2 separate regions of the Macaca mulatta genome follow, and region 1 is linked to region 2. The links are chromatin contacts, called in public Micro-C maps. All regions are on one chromosome and are shown on one strand. The core of a region is the stretch at or near the end of the contact, and the rest is flanking DNA. Distances in the headings are between cores, read along the strand shown. Region 1 overlaps RASSF3 (Ras association domain family member 3). Region 2 holds the start of LOC144332943 (general transcription factor IIH subunit 5).

Region 1 (2,700 bases), core at 1-2,500, 56 kb before region 2:
AAGAACGAGGAGAAGGAAAAGGGGTAATGGGAGTGATTAAGAGCAAAGAACAGGGTTAAGTAAAGCTGGTTAACCCTAAATTACAGGTTTTGCTGATGCTACGGGACTTAACACCCAGCCTTAGGCCCCTTCGCACAGGCAGACCCAGAAGCTTGAGGAAAATCCAAAGAGTAAGCCAGTCTGGAAAGAGGTATTTTCCCTGGATCATCCACACACAGATAACTGAGACATCCTTATGTAACAATTATCTTTCCTTCTCAGAGATTAAAAACTAAGGAAACTGGCTGGGCGTGGTGGCTCACACCTGTAATCCCAGCACTTTGGGAGGCTGAGGTGGACGGATAACCTGAGGTCAGGGGTTGGAGACCAGCCTGGCCAATGTGGCAAAACCCTGTCTCTACTAAAAATACAAAAATTCAGGCATGGTGGCAAGCACCTGTAGTCCCAGCTACTTGGGAGGCTGAGGTAAGAGAATCGCTTGAACCCGGGAGGCAGAGGTTGCAGTAAGCAGAGATCATGCCATTGCACTCCAGCCTGGGAGACAGAGCTAAACTCCATCTAAAAAAAAAAAAAATGGATCAACTGGAAAGAAAAGTATATCCCAGAAAAGTAGGTAAAACCCAAAGGGCCCTGATGCTGTACTTTTAAAGCCAAAAATGTAGCAATCATACACGCAAGCCTCATCATTCGGCAAATATTTGCTGAGCTTCTGCCATGTGCCAGGCACCTGCCTAAGTGTGGGGCAGTCAGGCTCAGCAGCAGACACCACGCCCGTCCTCACAGGGCTTGGTGTCTGCGCAAGTGGAGTGGGGAAGGTCAAAGGACAAACTGCTTCCAAAGTGGCCACCAAACACTGTTTCTCTGGGTCTGGTAGCAAAGAAGTCATAAGCTCAGGCCTTGGAACAGAGGACGGTGGTTTCATTTAGCATCAGAGGAAAACCCTTAACTCTACAAACTTCCCAATTGTTTACCCCTTTAAAACAGACGCTCCTGTCCGCTCACAGAGCAGAATCCTCCCCCTTCCTCCGCATACACTGATTATGAATCAGAACCACAATCTCTAGGAATGCAGCTGTATGCCCAGGAAAAACGAAGAGAAGAAAATGAAACCCAGGAGGGGCACAGTAGGTCTCACAGGTAAAGGGGTGGGAGCAAGAAGGGTTAAAAGAAAACAGTGCAGCAGACGTGGGATAGATACAACACCACGTGTCAACCCTGGCCTTTCATTGTGATGGCAGGAGAGGAAACGGCATGGGGCGCAGTCGTCTGTGGATAATGTGTCAGTTATTGTTCTTGGCAGGCAGTGAGGGCATCATGCCACGCCTGAGAGTGTCTGCTTGGTGAGTTACAAGTCATCTTTTCATAAGTCAGTTTTGTTTTGTATTCCCCAAACCCTCCAGCAGTTTCTCAGAGGAAGAGTTCTTCCACAAAAAAATATTTCGTAAATCCTAGACTCTTCTTCCCTCATTGTTTCCAGCCAGCAAGCCCTGGAGAGCTGATCTTAGGCTCGCTTCAGTTCCTGGGTGGGGTTACGTCACTGTTTTTCAGCAGCGAACTTTCTCAGATGGGACACACCCAACCTCACAGGCACCCAGGAGTTCTTGCGTAGCATGGCCCAGGCTCTACTCAAGAAATGCAGCCCAATCCCGCAGGATCACAACTCAGACTTTCGAAGAATATGCCCCAACAAATCTGGGTAAAGGGTCTGAAAATTGTTTATACTCTTTTGGTTAATTTTTCTATAACTATGAAATTATATCAAAATTAAAAACATAACAAAATGCCCAATAAACATAGTGCAATTCAGAGTGACTATTCGGGCCGGGCACGGTGACTCACGCCTGTAATCCCAACACTTTGGGAGGCCAAGGTGGGTGGATCATGAGGTCAGGAGTTCGAGACCAGCCTAGCAAACATGGTGAAACCCCATCTACAAAAATACAAAAATTAGCTGGGTGTGGTGGCGCACCTGTAATCCTAGCTACTCAGCAGGCTGCGGCAGGAGAATCACTTGAACCTGGGAGGCAGATGTTGCAGTGAGCTGAGACTGTGCCACTGCACTCCAGCCTGGACAACATAGCAAGACTCTGTCCCCACCACCCCTCAAAAAAATAGTGACTGTCCAAAAGAGAGTGAAAAGGTGAATGTGGCCCTATCATTTCCTCTATTTTAGCTTAGTGACAGCCTGTGGACTATGATTTAGACATACTTAGGTCTAAAATCACACAGCTCTGCCACATTCTAGCTGTGTGACCAGAGGCAAGTTACTTAACCTCTCTGGGCCTCAGTTTTCTCATCACTGTAAAATGTGCGAAAGAATACCTACTTTATATAACTGTTATGAAGATATATAATACAAGCCATTATTCAACAACTATTTATTGATTGCCCATTGGTGCCAAGCTCCATGCCAAGCACTCAAAGCTGTGGACCCCGCCTTTCTGCCTTTGCTTGCCTGACAGCCTAGGAAAGTTTACCTCACTCCCCACCCCAGCCCCACAAGAGGTTTTTGGGTGTTTTTTTTTATTTTTTACTTTTTTTTAGTATTACAGATCTCTTTAAAAAAATAAAGACCTTTTACCAAAAACAAACAAAAAAGAGCAAACATTAATAGCACAGATGCTCTGATTGAGTGGGGGACAATATATGCACAGTGCCTGATGCCAGTGGCATGACACTCAGTAACTGGTACTACCCTGC
Region 2 (2,700 bases), core at 195-2,694:
TGGCTCACACCTGTAATCCCAACACTTTGGGAGGCTGAAGAGGGCGGATAACAAGGTCAGGAGTTTGAGACCAGCCTGACCAACATGGTGAAACCCCGACTCTACTAAAAATGCAAAAAAAAAAAAAAAATTAGCTGGGCATGGTGGGGCATGCCTGTAGTCCCAGCTACTCAGGAGGCTGAGGAAGGACAATAGCTTGAATCTGGGAGGTGGAGGTTGCAGTGAGCCGAGATCACGCCACTGCGCTCCAGCCTGGTGACAGAGTGAGACTGTCAAAAACATAAAAATAAAAAATAACTTAGGTTCTTCTAAATTCTACCAGAGTGGTTGGAAAACAAGCACGAAATTTATTGAAATTCAAAGATAAACAGGAACTTCCTAGTCACCCTTTTTCAAAAAAAACATGGTTAGTAGAAAACACATCACCCAACTCCCCACCTTCTGAATCCCACGGGTTTATTTATGGTGATGCTTTCTTAGCAATGCCTTCCCCATGTTGTAACTACAGTATTTTTCTGAGTTTCAGTGATATCAGCCTGAAACACATTCTTAAGTATTTCAAAATGCCTGGGCTGGGCGCGGGGGCTCACATCTGTAATCCCAGCACTTTGGGAGGCCCAGGTGGGTGGATCACCTGAGATCAGGAGTTCAAGACCATCCAGTCTGATCAATCCCATCTCTACTAAAAATACAAAAATTAGCTGGGCATAGTGGCGCATGCCCGTAATCCCAGCTACTTGGGAAGATGAGGCAGGAGAATTGCTTGAACTGGGAGGCGGAGGCTGTGGTGAACCGAGATCGTGCCACTGCACTCCAGCCTGGGCAACATGAGCAAAACTCCCTCTTAAAAAAAAAAAAAAAAAAAGCCTAAATATGTATTATCCCTTTGGTACAAACAGTGTAAGTCAAAAAAAACCCTGAAGTTCAGCTGACCTCAAAAAAGGAGAACCATCTACCCAACTAAAAATGCACAGACTCGAGCAGTGCTCTCAAGATTTTGCCTACCTAATAGACAAATGCGCAAAGGTCATGCATGGACAGTTCTCACACGGGGGAGATTTACTCAGAAGTATTAAAAAAGTATTAAATTCACAGTTAATTAAAGGAATGCACCGGGTGCAGTGCCTCATGCTTGTAATCTCAGCCCTTTGGTAGGCCGAGGCGGGTGGATTACCTGAGGTCAAGAGTTTGAGACCAGCCTGGCCAACATGGTGAAACACTATCTCTATTAAAAATACAAAAATTAGCAGGGTGTAGTGGCGGGCACTTGTAATCCCAGCTACTCAGGAGACTGAGGCAGGAGAATCGCTTGGTTCTCCTGTTGCAGTGAGGCGGAGGCGGAGGTTGCAGTGAGCCAAGATCGTGCCATACATTCCAGCCTGGGTGGCGAGCAAAACTCCATCTCAAAAAATAATAATAAATAATTTAAAAAATAATAAAGGGGGCGACGCCGAGGCGCTTCTGCATCTGTGGGCTGAGCATTCTTGAGGTCATCTGAACCTTCTGACTAAGAAAACATGGTCAACGTCTTGAAAGGAGTGCTTATAGAATGTGATCCTGCCATGAAGCAGTTTCTGCTGTACTTGGATGAGTCCAATGCCCTGGGGAAGAAGTTCATCATTCAAGACATTGATGACACTCACGTCTTTGTAATAGCAGAATTGGTTAATGTCCTCCAGGAGCGAGTGGGTGAATTAATGGACCAAAATGCTTTTTCCCTTACCCAAAAATGAAAATACTCAATATGGACCATTTAGGAATTATAAGCAGCAAATGTGAAAGACTTGCCACTTGATAGGTGACTGATTAGACATAGAGGGTTGTTGTTAGGAGCATGCCACAGGAAAGACCAAGGGATCATGATCATTTGTTCAGAAAAAAAAGCCCCTGAACTGATTTTGTTATACCATAGAATTAAAAAAAAAAAAAAAGGCTTTAACAGTTGGCTGTAATTTGTCTTTTATTATCCTTTATTAAAATACGAATGTCAATGCTAAAAAATAATAATAATAATAATAATAATAATAATAATAATAATAGAAGGCAAATTAAATAGCAATAAGGTGCCTTTAGTTATTGAAGTTTTCTTTCTCTGTTTTAATGACTATATCCAATGGAGGTAAGGATGTAATGAAACTTAAAAATAGACAAATATTGGCAATATATAACTACCGTCATAAAAAGTCACACCCTCATAATCAGTAAAATTCCATTTTTGTACAACTATCCTATAAAATTAATCCATAATGGAAAAGGTTTCATGTTCAAGGTATTTATTAGTGCTATTTACAGTAGCAAAAATTAGAAACCTCCACATTTTCCAATATTTGGGGAATAATGCCAATTCAATAAAATACAATGTAGACAACCAAATGACAGTTGAAATCAAGCAGCAGTATTCCATAATCATGGGTTTAAATAAGGACTCAAATTTGTCAGTATAGTAGCCCTCAAAAAATTAAAAACAGAATTACCATATGATTCTAGAGTTCTAGAGCAATTGTTACTTATGGGTATATATCGCAAAAAGTTTTAAGAAGGGTCTTTAAGAGATATTTGTACACTCATGTTCATAGCAGCATTATTCACAAAAGCCAAAAGGTGGAAGCAATCCAAATGTCTATGGAAGGATGAATGGATCAACAAAAAGTGATACATACATACAATGGATATATTATTCGGCCTTTAAAAGGAAGGAAA

Evidence for each region. A called contact is a pair of places that touch in the nucleus more often than the background predicts.
Region 1: a contact with region 2 is called in a Micro-C map of CD4 T cells, with 8 times the contacts expected there. The contact joins the enhancer-like site here to the promoter of LOC144332943 in region 2. A contact is called at or near these places in 4 of 14 Hi-C or Micro-C datasets (CD4 T cells, blood, fibroblasts and 1 more).

What each region holds. Positions count from the first base shown.
Region 1 is chr11:71,803,756-71,806,455 of T2T-MMU8v2.0, reverse strand. The region is part of intron 1 of RASSF3 (Ras association domain family member 3); the gene reads right to left. Among named protein-coding and RNA genes, the nearest start is that of RASSF3, 68 kb to the right of the region's middle. Within about 2 kb of position 1,250, at least 20 of the 40 cell types and tissues checked have an H3K27ac peak or open chromatin away from gene starts, as enhancers often do. A contact at or near this core is called in CD4 T cells and blood, where this site is marked.
Region 2 is chr11:71,747,589-71,750,288 of T2T-MMU8v2.0, reverse strand. LOC144332943 (general transcription factor IIH subunit 5) reads left to right here and starts at 1,444. Exons shown (of 1, transcript XM_077954678.1): 1 at 1,444-1,939. The coding sequence starts at 1,518. The coding sequence ends at 1,733. The region is part of intron 1 of RASSF3 (Ras association domain family member 3); the gene reads right to left.